Regions from separate parts of the Triticum aestivum genome. Here region 2 is linked to region 1. Evidence: chromatin contacts called from public Hi-C data. All regions are on one chromosome and are shown on one strand. The core of a region is the stretch at or near the end of the contact, and the rest is flanking DNA. Distances in the headings are between cores, read along the strand shown. Region 1 holds the start of LOC123167642 (oxysterol-binding protein-related protein 4C). Region 2 holds the start of LOC123166124.

Region 1 (6,755 bases), core at 2,650-5,149:
ATTATATGATTTAACATTGTTATTACATGTAATGTAGTGTCATGAAGAAGGAGAAGGTACAACGATAGGAGCTGGACGCACTGATTTCTCTAATGGCCAGCACTCCCAGTTCCCATCCTTGTCCTGGGACAATGAGAAGTGCTTGGGCATCCACACCTCTCCCTTCTCATTCCTCTCCTTCTCAAGGCTCCTAGCTGTGCCCTCGACTTTCCGCTTCGCCTCGCTAGCCTTCTCCCAATCCTTTGCCAGGATAGCCTCGCTGACTTCGCTCCAGACGACCGCCGACTCGGTAGATGACAAGCCCTGCCAAATTATCACCATCATTCATGAGTACTACCCCTGTGCTGCTTTGCAAGTTTTTTCAGCCATGCTGAACTGAAAGCAAGTACTGCCATACCATGTCTTCACTTGATCACAAGTACAGAAAGTGTGAAATTTTATATTGGCTTGAAAGAACAAGAAAAGTGCAATATATTTTCTTCTGAGTTGGAATTTCACCTCTTCATCTTTAACCTCCGGTGTGACGAGGTTAGCGATGGAGAGGTTCGCGTCGTAGAGAACCAAGACCTCCCCACTCTCAACATCCTTGAGTGAAACAGTCCTATCCCAGTAGCCATCGATCTCGAAGACGGTGTCCTGCGGGCTCGATGAATGGAACACCTTGCCCTTAACGCACCTCCCGTCACCTCCCATTCCCATGAAGGAGTTGCTTCTGTGGTAGCTCAATTCTGCCTCGAGCCCGGAGTCCTTGCAGACGATCCTGACGGTGCCGGACCACTCGACGGAGGGCCCAGGAAGCAGCCTGATGAGCAGATTTGGACAGTCCATCTCGTATGTCTCGTTGAACTTTGGAAGCCTGACTTGCCTCTTGCCGTGCACCGTTGCCTCTATGCTAGCACCTTCAGTGAAGCAAGTGAAAGGGGTACAGGAGTTTATATAAGTTTGCATCCTTGCTTGAATAGCAACGTTATGCTGAAGCTTGGAATTTGTTGATCTGGTGGCCTACCATTAAATTTCGGCACTGGGTGTTGGCTCCAGACAAGCTCGACGTTCCCGCCGTCATCGGTAGCGTGAAGCGCAGAGACCGGGGGTTTATGACACACCTGAAAATGTTAATGTCATACGACCATTTTTTCGAAAAGTAGTGCCATATGATCATTCACGTTGTTGAAAAGATTATGTGTTTTTCAGAAAATGAGTAATTTTTGACAAGTTGGGTTGCCTGCTCAAGAAGGACATGGAGTGACCCTCTGGAGACATGGTGCGTCTCTCCGAGGACCGGGTTGTAGGGCGCGAAACCAAAGATGGGCGGCCTCGTCGTCGAGATGCTCCATGCGACGACCGCCGTGAAGCGCTCGAGGCTGTCCTTGCCTTTGCCGCATCTGCTCAGGTAGTCGTCTCCGTCGCAGTAGACTATTTCCCCGTACAACTGGAGCTGCGATTTTGGCAGGTTGAACGTAGCAGGCAGCTGGAAATGATGAGGCTCGTCAGTCATTTCATCAGTGAAGTAGTGTGCTTAAAACCTTGCGTGAAATAGTAATGCGGCGACGGTGAACATAGATCTTCTTTTAGGGAAGCAGCAGGACTCTGCTGTGTATTTTTATTAATTTTCAAACAAATTATACAAAAGAGTAGTGTTCAACGAATAAAAGAATAAGATAACAAAACAACATGTGGCACATTTAAAGTGTAGAAATTTTTCTTACAAAATTAAGATTGTGAAGTGCACCTATCAGACTTTCATGAATTTAATCTGGGAGCTAACCGACGATTTAGTGTCCCTGGAAAAGGACTAACCAAATCATTAGTAGGAGTGATCTCCACACCACTAACTAACCCCTAATAAGCTTATCTTGGCACATAAAGTGACATGACCCAATCACTCTAATTCTTAAACCATGAGAGAAGCTCCCATGTTTAATCATGTACAGCACAGTCCAAGCTTTGGGGCCCCATTTGGTTTGTTTCAAATCCGCGCGAATTCATTGAACTTGTTTTTGATGCCTAGCTGAACCCCACCTACTCCAATCTCCCATAAGCAAATCAACCTGCCCTGATTAATTGATTACTATAGTACAGTACCCAGCCCCCTGAATTATGCCGGATTCAGGGTAGTACCTAGTGCTCCTAATCTTGGAGTAAGTAAACTAGCAAGTGAATTCAAATTTGGCTCTCGAGATCGGAGTCTCACATGCATGGCTGATTTTGTAGGATCAATTCACACATGAGAGTGAGCAGTGGTGGTGTTTAGTTTTTACCTGGAAGTGCGAGAGATCGGCGCCCGGCCTGACGTTCCCGAAGAGGCTGAGCACCCGCTGCACGAGGTTCGCCGGCTGGAGCTCCGCCGCGAGGCCCCCTTCCAGCGACAGCGGCGCGGTGAGCACCGCCGCCGAGGCCCTGGCCGTGGCCGTGGCGGTCGGTGCCGCCGATGCGTCGACCTCCGATTCAACCTGCATCCAATCAATTACCAATACAGTCAGATACATACGGGCTCCAATTGTGATGTTCTAGTGCTAACTGAATGGTAGCAGCAACCGAGACATGGCGGATCGCTCGTCGGCGCCGCCGTCGCCCCATGTAGGCTCTTGCTTGTTGCATTCAGGTTTCGTTTCCTTGGAGGGGAGGCTCCAAGAAAAGTCCGGTCCAATCGAGTTGGCCGATGAACGGGAACGAAAACGAAATCAAACCCGTGTGGTTTCCCTCCCCTTCACGTGTCCACCTGCCGTCGAATATGTAGGAGTAGCTAGGTGTGTGTTTGTACTAAATAAAGTGGAGAAGAGGTCAGTGCCGGCTGAAGATGCTGCTGCTATTTGCCGGCCAGCCGAAAGCTGGTGCTATGTGTATGTGTCTTGGCGTTGCGTTTACATGGGAGTGCACGCCCCCGACGCGGCTATGGAAAGGAGACGGAACGGGGACTCCATTTCGTGGGTGCCTCTTCCTCTTTCTTCGTTGCAAAGACAATCAACAACTCAAAAAAGAAAAAACAGAAAAGCCGTCTGTTACATCGCGACTAAGCGCACGAGGTTATCAAAGATTATTGCCCCTGCCGAATAAAATCTTATCTGACGTCACATGCTTAGCTCGATCGCCCGGTATTGATTTGGCCGGCGTCTATGATTTCTTTGCTCTGTTTTCCGACGGAAGGAAAACGGATGACCACCTTTACCGCCCAGTAAAAGTACACGTGGAAGCGCACAGGTGAAAAGGTGAATGCGGAAGGGGGAAATTGGCGCGACAGGACAAAAAGGCCCGGAACGGCGGGCGGGCCAGAGGCAAAAGCATGGGCGATATTCGCAACCATGACGTGGACGCAGGCCACGACCTGACGCTCGAAGCGCCGCCCCCCAAATCTTCGATCGAGAGAATCTCGCGCTCTGGCCGCCGGCGGAGAGCAGTCCGACGGTACTTGCTGAAAGAAAGGCCAAGCTTGCGAGAACGTCCAATTGATCGAGAAGAGGGCGTACCATGGTTGGTTCGCGTGAGCTCCAATCCCCGACGCGAGCCCTCCTTGATTCGATCCTCTCCCCGGCCTTGCCTGCGGATGATCCTCTCGTTTTCGAGCTGGGTATGGTGGGTGCGTGGGCTGGCGACGGGGGGTTGGAATGGAATCCTCGATAAGGGCGGGCGGGCGGGGAAGAAGCAAGCAGATCGCTGGATTGACCTCCTTCCTCTCTTTTTTAGCAGGAGGCTCTCCTTTTTTTGAGGCCGCGTGCGTGCGTGCGGTGTTCGCCTTCCTTGGGGCAGAGGCAGGCACGGGCCTCTGTCTGAGCCGTTGCTGGCGGCGGCCGCGCGCGGTGACGTCGGCCTCGCCGTGTCCCGTCGGCGCGTGCGTGTGAACGCTTCTCGGCACGGGCCAAAACGTTTCCGCCTTTCCGGGCCAGTGCAATCGCGAGTAAAGCGCGCACGGCTGCCCGCCTGATTTGGGAAGATGTGGACTCTGTTTCTTCCTTCGCAAATCACATAGCGCTGGAGCGTGGTTCAATCGGCCGTCGACCTCACATCATTCGCTGGCAATCCAACACGATTTGCTTTTTTTTTTAAACAAGACAAAAGATTTACCATTTTTATTAATTAAGAAGAGGAGTAGACATGGTTTTGCTAAGCGGGCGATTACAAATTACTCTCACGGCATTATATCACTCAAATACTTCGCACCCGCACGAGCCCAAAGAGAGGCTTCATCCTTAATCTTGGCGATGACTACGGTAGTAGGGGCGGCGGTGTTGCGGAAGATCCTCGCATTGCGCTTGTTTCAGATTTCCCACGCAACAAGCATCATCAAGGTGTTACGAGCCTTGCGCGAGTCACCCCTCTTGTGACAAACCTCGTCCCACCAAACCCTCATCGAGGGCACAAGTCTCCAATCTGTCGGGTCGATGTCGTGAAAACCAAGCGAAGTTTTAATCTCCGTCCACACTCTCACAATGAACCGGCACTGGAAGATGAGGTGGGCCGCCGTCTCTTGAACCTGCTTGCAAAAAAAAGAGACCAACCCAAGGACTAACCCTCATTGACATTTTTTTATAGGAGAAACTCCGTGAGGACCGCGTGTCCGAGTCGGGACTCGAACTCGGGTAGGCTGGCAGCAACCTCAGCTGCCCAGCCAACGGGTTGACGCCCTGTCCTCTTGAACCTGCTTGCAAAGAGGGCAAAGGTTGCAACTCGGCCAACCCCTACGTTGCAACCTATCGGCGGTTCACACCCTATTCTGGATTATCAACCAAGCAAAAAAATTGCACTTTGGGGAGGGGGGGGAGGGGGGCAAGCTTTCCAAACTGTTGAGATCATGGTCGAGGCGATGAGACCCTCAAACCGAGTATTGGACGCAGAAAACGCGGAGTAGACATCATCTTTAGTAAACTTTCAAATAATTTATGTTTCAAAAAAAAAACTTCCAAATAATTTTATCGTCGACTCCAGGGGTGAGTATGACATTAGAGAGCTTCTCCCAAAGGGTGGCGAATTGCTCAATGTGCTCAAAAGTGAGGCCCTGAGAGGTAATAATGTTGCGAACCCAAGTTTTGTCGGTGAGAGCCAAGTAGACGGAGCTTCTTTTCTTCCTGGATAGGTCAAAGATCTTTGGAGCAATGTCGGTGACGATTTGCTTCTCGATTGTTACTCGTCTGCGCTTGTTTCATGAGGACAGCTCTTGCATCGCCGATAGTAGTAGCATTGTTGTTGGCTCATAGTATCTGGTTTGAGTCATTTTCTTTTCAATTCTAAACGGGCCATCCTCTTCTTTTGTGCATTACCTTTTTTAGGGGTTCTTTTGTGCATTACTGTTGTTTACTTGTTTATTTAGAAGCTTGATTATATGTGCCCGGCTCAGTTCTTGGAGGTGCTCATACGGGGAGATAGCATCTGGTGCTACCAAGAATAAAGTGCTACCATGATACGGGCTTCCGTGCCGTCGGATTCTCAAATCGGACTGCTTCTGATAGCTGTTGGATCTGCTAGACCTATGTGTATTTTTTGTATTCCTAGAAGGCTTTTCTGCAAATGTTACAGAATTACTAGGAACCGTCTGATCTGATAATCCGACGGCCTAGAAGTCCCTATCACGATAGTACCTGAGCCTTGGTAGTACTGGATATTTTCCCCTCATAGTGGTAGGGTGTGGTGCGCGTGTGTGTTTATAAGGATGAATGTATGTGCGTATGTATAAGCGTCTGCGTCTGTACCGTGTTAAGAAAAATCGCAACTCGCTTCTTCCCCGGGAAAACTGCAGACGCACTACCTACTCAAACAATAAGAAAGAAATAGTTGCAGTATTTTCTGATCAACACAATACGAAGTTAACTGCGTATTTTAAGAAGGTACATGCTCCGAAAATCCCATGTCTAACGTGTGACACTCTATGGTCACACAGAATAATTTTAGCCACGCGGAAAGCGAGACGTCGAAGCGGTGCCAAGATGGTGTTGGAGCATGCTTGCAAGCGAGACCGAGCCTTTGCGTTACAATCCACGGCAAATCCGAAGCAAGCAAAAGCGACACGAAGGAGGCATGACCATCTAGCTTCATCGCGTGTTACAAGAATTATTAACGTGCAAACCCTCGAGTATCATGGAAAGCAGAGACCGTCTGCTTAACTTGCTGGCTTGCTGCTCTTGGTTCCACCCGAGACCGGTTATTGACTTTGTTTTTTTCTTTTTTTCTGCGGGAAGACCGGATCAGCCGCACTGCTGCTCGGTCCACCTGCCGGCTCTCGACTCTCAACGCCCACATTTCATTGACTGATTACGCCACCTTGATGGAATCTTGAAATGGACCAACATAAGAATCTTCTGTACTGCCTCGGTAGAATTCGGGGAGAGGATTTAGGGCAAGCAAGTACCGGGCACGCGGATTGTGAGCCATTGATCTACGTCAAGATTCGTATATTCAGGGCTGCATTTCTTGTATTCGCTAGCGTGTATCGTTTCTCATATATCTGTATTCTTACTGTAAAGCTAAAGTATTATATGTTTTCTTGTGGGTCCTGTTTCTAAGATATAGATATTACGAGGAACAGTTTCTGCAACAAGTGGCTACTAAACTTTACGGTTGTCCTTAAAGTGTTCATTCTGTTCTTCCATCTCATTGTTCTCTTCAAGTACACTCTGCTTCTCTTCTTAGAATACTTTCTTAGAACTCTTGCTAAAGAAGCATCGCTATAGAGGAGAACAGATTGAAGCTATTTGCTCCGAAATACGTAGAGTCGGCAACGACTGAAAGACACAAGGCGAAGTATTGCGTACAGTTACCCAGCACAG
Region 2 (6,789 bases), core at 2,646-5,145, 440 kb after region 1:
CTCCTGGATCCATTTAGGTGCACCGTCTTGGGTTCATGAAAACTTACTGTCTGATAATTAGCATGGAATTGGGGAGTTACACAGTCCATTCTCATTTTTTATTGTCTACTACTTATTGTATTGACTGTTAGGCATAGATAATGACGGAATTATTCTTATCCCTTTTGAGACTGGTTGTATTGTTGATTGAGATGTTTTTATCACTAATTTGCTATGCAGTTTCAGACTATATGATTTATTTCTGAATTTAGATGCAGTGGTTATATTATTGCCAGCCTGTTTATTCTTGGTTTAGTTGGAATTATTTGTTTTTAATCTATTTCGATGTTTCACAGTTTTTGGTGAAAACATGGTTCAGGATGGTTACCAGGACGTTGTCAACATTGATATATCGTCTGTGGTGATTGAACAAATGAAGAAGAAATACCATGATAAGCCTCAACTAAAATGTATAATCTTTGTTCCCACCATTCAGACGTTGAATCCCTGCGGAGTATCTATGGCTTACTATTGTATTATTTCCTGCAATTTACAGACACGAAGATGGATGTAAGAAACATGTCAGACTTTGAGTCTGGTTCATTTGATGCTGTTATTGACAAAGGTATTGTTACGATGTAAATGTAATGGTTGCCAGCATTATGGAACATCTATGCATGCGTATGTAACATGCCATTGGGTTCTAAACCATTCTGTTATTTGCAGGAACACTAGATTCTATTATGGTGAGTCAATTGTTGCCAGGATACTCAGATATTCTTCCCATGCCATACTCAGAGCCGTGTTTCTTGTATTGTAGTGCGGCCAAAATTCACAAGAGCATGCAGCGAAGATGCTAGGGGAGGTGAACAGGTAAATAATAGACTGATATTTGTTGTGATATCTCTGTTTATTTGACTATAGCTTTCTATTTGTTTCTTCTATCTGCAGAATCCTCAACGATAAGGGGGTCTACATTATGGTAATTGATAGTATTATTAACATGGTAACTCTGTGGTTTTCTTCTTGTGTCTATAAACTTCTTTGAGCGTCACAATGCTGCAGATCACTTATGGGGATCCAAGTTATCGATTGAATCTTCTGAAGGACCTCCAATTTTGGACAGTAAAGCTTCACGTCATAGGTTAGTGGGTTTTGCCACCGGTTTGACTTAACAATGCCCTACTCTTGACCCTTTTGATCCATTTCTTTTATTTTCTGAAGCTCTAAATAACAGTGTTATCTGTTTTATGGTTTTACATACACAATCGACATAGCAGATAGGTGGGAGAGAAGTTCCAAAAAGACATGGGACCTGACGGAGCCACTGCCTTTACAAGATGATAGTGCATCGATTATCAACCTTCTTGGCCCAAAACCTGATGTTCACTATATTTATGTCTGTATAAAGGTTAGCCGTTGACAAGCTTGTCATAATCATCCGAACTTGCTTCCTGAACTCTTCATATGACTAGTTATTGAATAATCTTACATTGTTATGCAGGAGAACGACAGTGCAAGAGTGGACTTGAAGGCCGAGGTCAATGAAGCAGACAAATGATCACATATTATAACCTTTTTGGATCATCGTGTATAACCAGTGTAGCAAATAATGTAGGGAATACATTTTGTAACTCTTGATTTTTGTCGTTGTTGGCAACAATTTAGCAAAATTACAGCTAAGGATGTTGCTTCTTCGATCATCGAATTTGGAATAGAAATGAATGTGTTGTTTTCATGTCTTTCGATTTTGTGTAGAATTTACTTCCGTGTTCACGGAACATAGGACCCGCTCGGAGTGTGGGAAATCTTAGAGAAAATGATCTAGGTTTTCTACATAAAGAAAAGCCATAATCTTGTGGGACGGGAAAGTATCTGGGGAAATTTGTGGATGTTCACAACATATTGCCTAGAACCCCTAAAAAAATTGAAAACACCTTTCAGAAGTTTTCTTTTTCTGGATGTTCACAACATGTGTTTACAATTTCTAAAAAATTCAAAAGAGAAACTTCAACTTTTTAGGAATTGTCGACACATATGTGGTGAACATTCACAATGTTTTCTGATTTTATTTGAAACTTCTAAATTTGACTTTTGAGAGTTGGGAGCATGGTGTGTCTAAGAGCAACAGCGTCCGTCTGTGGCCCTGTTTGGATCCCTAAGTTAGAGTTAGTTTTAGTTAGTTGGGGCTCAAATAACCCAAAAGTATCCAAACATGATGGGTTAGTTTGTGTTAGTTGGATCTAACCCACCCCAAAAAACTAGCCCACACTAGAGGAGCTTATTTGGGTTAGTTCTCCTGGGCCCACTAGAAAAAAATAAAATAAAAAGTTACCCCTCTCATCCAAATAGTGTCCAAAGTAGTCAAATGATTGAGAAAGAATATTTATTCTCAATCTAACCCTACCATCCAAACAACTCTTTGGTTAGAGTTAGTGGGTTAATTCAAGGTTAGAATCTAACTCTAACCTCTAACTGAGTTAGAGTATTCAAACAGGGCATGTGTCAGCATACAAAAAAAAGTGCCCACAACAGTTCCCATTTTCTGTCCGGTTTGTGTCTGCTCGGACGCATTTCCACCTCAAATTTGGGTCAGATATGGGTCGGAAGCGGACACAAACACGTTCTCTGCATCCACCTCATTCGTCTGTGTCTGGCCTGACTTGTCTGTCATCCACCTCCCCCATTCCATCTCTATTCCTTTTCTTTCCCTTCCCTGGCCCACCACGACCACCAACCCACCCACCCACGCGCCAGCCGGGCAAGAGTTGTGGGACACTCCCTCCGGCGGCCTCCAGCGGCGCGGTGGCGCTTCTCTGGTGCCCTCCAGCGTCGCAGTGGCGGTCGGTTGGATTTGTGCGGAGGCAGGCCCCCGGAGGCGCCCGTCCTCGCAGGAGCTTGTCCCCGCCGGCGCTCGTCCCCGTAGGCGGTCGGTTGGATTTGTGCGGAGGCAGGCCCCCGGAGGCGCCCGTCCTCGCAGGAGCTTGTCCCCGCCGGCGCTCGTCCCCGTAGGCGGTCGGAGGCGCCCGTCCCCGTAGGAGCTCGCCCCGCTGGCGCCCGTTCCCTCAAGCGCTTGTCCCCACAGGCAGGCGACGCTCATCCCGGCCAGCACCCGCAAAAGCCCCCCGCCAGCAGCTCTTGTTGTTGTTTTTTCAAAAGAAAGGCCATGTCCGCTCAAAAATGGGTTGCTCGTGTTGGATTCACAAACCATGTCGCTGTCCATGTCGTGTCCGCTGTCCGTTTTGCCGATCCAAATGGATAAAATGTTAAAAAAAAGGGACACAATTTAGGTCAGTGCGTTGGAGTTGCCTAAGGGCTTCTTTGATTCAAAGGATTCTCAAAGGAATTTTAGAGGATTCTAATCCTTAGGAATTTTTCCTATCTTGGTTGTTTGATTCGTAGGATTGTAAACCATAGGAATTTTTCCATAGGATTCATTTGCACTAGATTTCATAGGAAACATCCCATCCACTCAGACCTCTTTGAAAGAATCCTGCGTTTTTTCTATGCACAATCAAACACTCGTACAATCCTGTAGGATTCAAGACGACATTCCACTCTAACTCCCTGTTTTTTCTATTCCCGCGTTTTGGAAATCCTACGAATCAAAGAGGCCCTAAGTCTTGAAAACACGGGATACTTTCCACTCATGGGATAAGCCTTTGTTACCATTTTGGCGAACCAGTATGCAATTTTCCTTTATTTTCAGAAAAAAAGAACAACCTTTTTTTGACCTAACCGTGCAATTTTTCTTCTGCATCCATCATGATTCAGTTCAGGCATTCAGCCCAGGCAAAGGGGGAAGTGGAAGAATCCCTTAGTGGAACGGATCGACGTCCATCTTCAATCCAACGCCTCCAGATTCGACACGTCTTTTTCTCTTTCCCACCTCCTCCCTAAAAATCCCTCTCCCCCCTTCTCTAGCCGCCTTCCTTCGGCCCCGCAGCTTTTCTCTCTCCTCACCGTCGCGCGTGTGCCCCTCCTTTCTGTCTCTCTCTCCTCCGCGTGCGCTCCCTCACTCTTCTCCCATCCGTCTAATGGAGGCCCTCGCCGGCGCCGCCGCCTCGTCCGCGCTCCTCCCGGCCTTCCCCGCCCACCAGCCTCACTCCCGCGTGGCGCTCCGCGCCCGCCCCTGCGGGCCCATCCGCGCGGCCGGCGGCGGCGGAGGCAAGGACGACGCCGCCAAGCCGAACGGGACCCCCGTCGTCAAGGTAACAAACAGTGCGTGAAAGCTACGTGATGCAGAGTGAGAAGTGACGAAGATTTTGTTCGGGTAGTGGTTGCTCGGAGATGGGTGTGGCAGTGTAGAACATGTTGGGTTTAGGGATTTCTTTCAGATGCGAGGCCCGGGGCCTACCTAGACCTGGGTTGTTCCATTGTGTTGTTATTACTAGGTGACTATTTTCCGAAGCTTGATATCTTTGAACTCGGTCGGGAAGTTTTGTGGATGTCATGAAAATAAACTTCCTTTTGTACCAATCAACTTAAAACTTCCGAATGATAATTAGTTGAAAATCATGTCTATGCATATGGGTTCGCAAAGATATTATTTAGTTTCTTGCTAGATTTTTTAAAGGTGATCCTGTATTTATATTTTGAAACTCAGGAGTGAATCAGGTCATTTTCTTTTAGTTTGCCTTTAATGGGTCACATATCTTTGGTTTGTTTGTACTAAATTGCCTGACAGTCGAAGGTCTAAATTGCCTGACAGTCGAAGGTTGATCCAAGTCAAAATGGAGCTCTCGGTCCGGTCGCAACTGACAAGTCACGCACGACCTCATCAACCAATTCAACTCCCGACTCAAGCGGATCCAGAGCTGGCTTGTTCAGAACCCCTATATCTGGTGGTGTGCAGAGCGCAACTTTTGCCCATGGTTTACCTCCACCGGCTTTGGCTGTTCGCAATTTAATGGAACAGGTAGCTTCTGTTAATTATCTCCTGGCCATTGGGCTATTTTCTAGCCGGCTGGATGCTTATTCCTGTCTTACTGTGCTCACTAGGCGCGATTTGCTCACCTATGCACTGTCATGTCTGGCATGCATCATCGACGTGCTGGATATCCATTTGGTTCACTTGTTGACTTTGCTAATGACTCAATGGGCCGTAAGATAGCTACTTTGGTTACATTTTGGATATAACTTGTACACTCTGTTTGACCTCCTTGGGTAATTATTTTGTGTTGATGTCTTGCGCAGACCCAATATTTTCTCTGTCACCCTTAGCAATCCACACCAGAAACTTGCTCTCTGATCCAAGATGCACACTTGTTGTCCAGGTATGAAGTTTCTCGGCATGTTTTACTGGAAGTATAAATGTTCCTTGCTTGCTAATAATAGGATAACAACACCTAGTCCTTCATTACAGGTACCTGGATGGAGTGGATTGTCTAATGCTCGTGTCACAATATTTGGTGATGTCTACCCTTTGTCAGCTGAACAACAGGTTCCTATTTAGCTGCCTTTGTTGCTTGATAATTGATAGTGCAGTCATCTAGGTAATTACTTTTCTATGGATAATATTTTTGAAAGAAAAATGTAAGGAAACTCCAACAGTATGAATAGGAACCTAAAATACACGTCCATGAGGACTTAAATGGGATTGTACATCCTCTAGAACCCAAGTGAGCTAGCTAGGGTCACTTCCTTTTTCTCTTTCCTATGGATAGCTGGCATGTCAATCATTAAGAATTTGGCTCCTCCCATTGTGTGAAAACCATCTGTGGACTAAGTTTTCAAATTATAAATTCTCTGAGTTAGTAATGTTTGTTGAGGTTGGTTTTTGGTCTTCCCTTTTTTTTGGCTGCACTTTTCTCATGGCATGGGCTGAAAGAGAATAGATGTTCTGTCATGGCTGTTACAGAATACATGATTGATATGCATGACCATTAAGAGTGAATGGAGATTTGTTCTTCCATTTGTGGTTTTAAAAGATTTCATGAACTGACGGTGAATACATGTATCCGCCAGGAATGGGCACATAAGCAATATGTTGCAAAACATCAACAATGGGCGTCTCAACAGTGGGGAAATTTTTACTACTACAGGATGCAGAATATCAGGTCTGTGATTTGATTTGATGAGTTATACTCTTCCATCATTTCAGGTTGATGAATCCATTTATCGTTTACACAGATGCACATCTCTTCTCCCATCCGTTACTCATAGATGCTTGTGTAACTTATGATTTGTCACAAACTATTTGCGATAATCACAGCGACATATATTTTATTGGAGGCTTTGGCACTGTTGCATGGGTAGATGTGAAACAGTATGAAACTATTCAACCTGACAAGATAGCAGTTGACGGCGGCGAACAAAGCTTAAAGGTAAACTATGAATGCCATTATCAGCAGATTAGCTGGATCATCATATTAGTTATGTGCCCGTACATGTAATATGTGAGTACAGTAAAACCTCGACCGCTTTTGATGGATGCTCTGCATGTAGGAGTTGAACGCTATTTTCTCTAAACCACTTAGAGAGTTCATGTCTGCTGAAGGGGAGGTTGACGATGCTGCTCTTATATCCGTAGACAGCAAAGGGATAGACATTCGGGTTCGCCAGGGTGCACAGGTAAACTTTATTCAGATTGCCGTCACTAGTAGAGACGCTATTCTCTGAGGAAGAAAATCTTCTCTCCACTGCCTTCAGTTTGCAATTTATTCTATGCAGTTCAACATCCAGAGACTTGCATTTGATGTACCATACAAGGTGGAGACTCTAGAGGAGGCCAAGAGAGCACTCCATAAGATAATCAAGACAAGCAGCAAATAAGCCGAAGCGCACACGACCTGCACTTGGTTTCACCAG

What was found. Hi-C and Micro-C count contacts between places; a contact is called where the count stands out from the background.
Region 2: a contact with region 1 is called in a Hi-C map of leaf, with 3 times the contacts expected there. The contact joins the promoter of LOC123166124 here to the promoter of LOC123167642 in region 1. A contact is called at or near these places in 2 of 5 Hi-C or Micro-C datasets (both in leaf).

Annotation. Positions count from the first base shown.
Region 1 is chr7D:229,530,581-229,537,335 of IWGSC CS RefSeq v2.1, forward strand. LOC123167642 (oxysterol-binding protein-related protein 4C) reads right to left here and starts at 3,900. Exons shown (of 6, transcript XM_044585477.1): 1 at 3,465-3,900; 2 at 2,259-2,450; 3 at 1,223-1,468; 4 at 1,007-1,103; 5 at 398-899; 6 at 1-303. The coding sequence starts at 3,467. The coding sequence ends at 90.
Region 2 is chr7D:229,967,730-229,974,518 of IWGSC CS RefSeq v2.1, forward strand. LOC123166124 reads left to right here and starts at 3,896. Exons shown (of 9, transcript XM_044583890.1): 1 at 3,896-4,190; 2 at 4,691-4,897; 3 at 4,981-5,083; 4 at 5,176-5,255; 5 at 5,345-5,422; 6 at 5,947-6,038; 7 at 6,194-6,305; 8 at 6,427-6,552; 9 at 6,652-6,789. The coding sequence starts at 4,017. The coding sequence ends at 6,753. It overlaps LOC123168482 (EEF1A lysine methyltransferase 4), which reads left to right. Exons shown (of 9, transcript XM_044586371.1): 2 at 336-449; 3 at 536-604; 4 at 706-725; 5 at 800-852; 6 at 931-961; 7 at 1,045-1,123; 8 at 1,260-1,390; 9 at 1,484-1,717. The coding sequence ends at 1,540.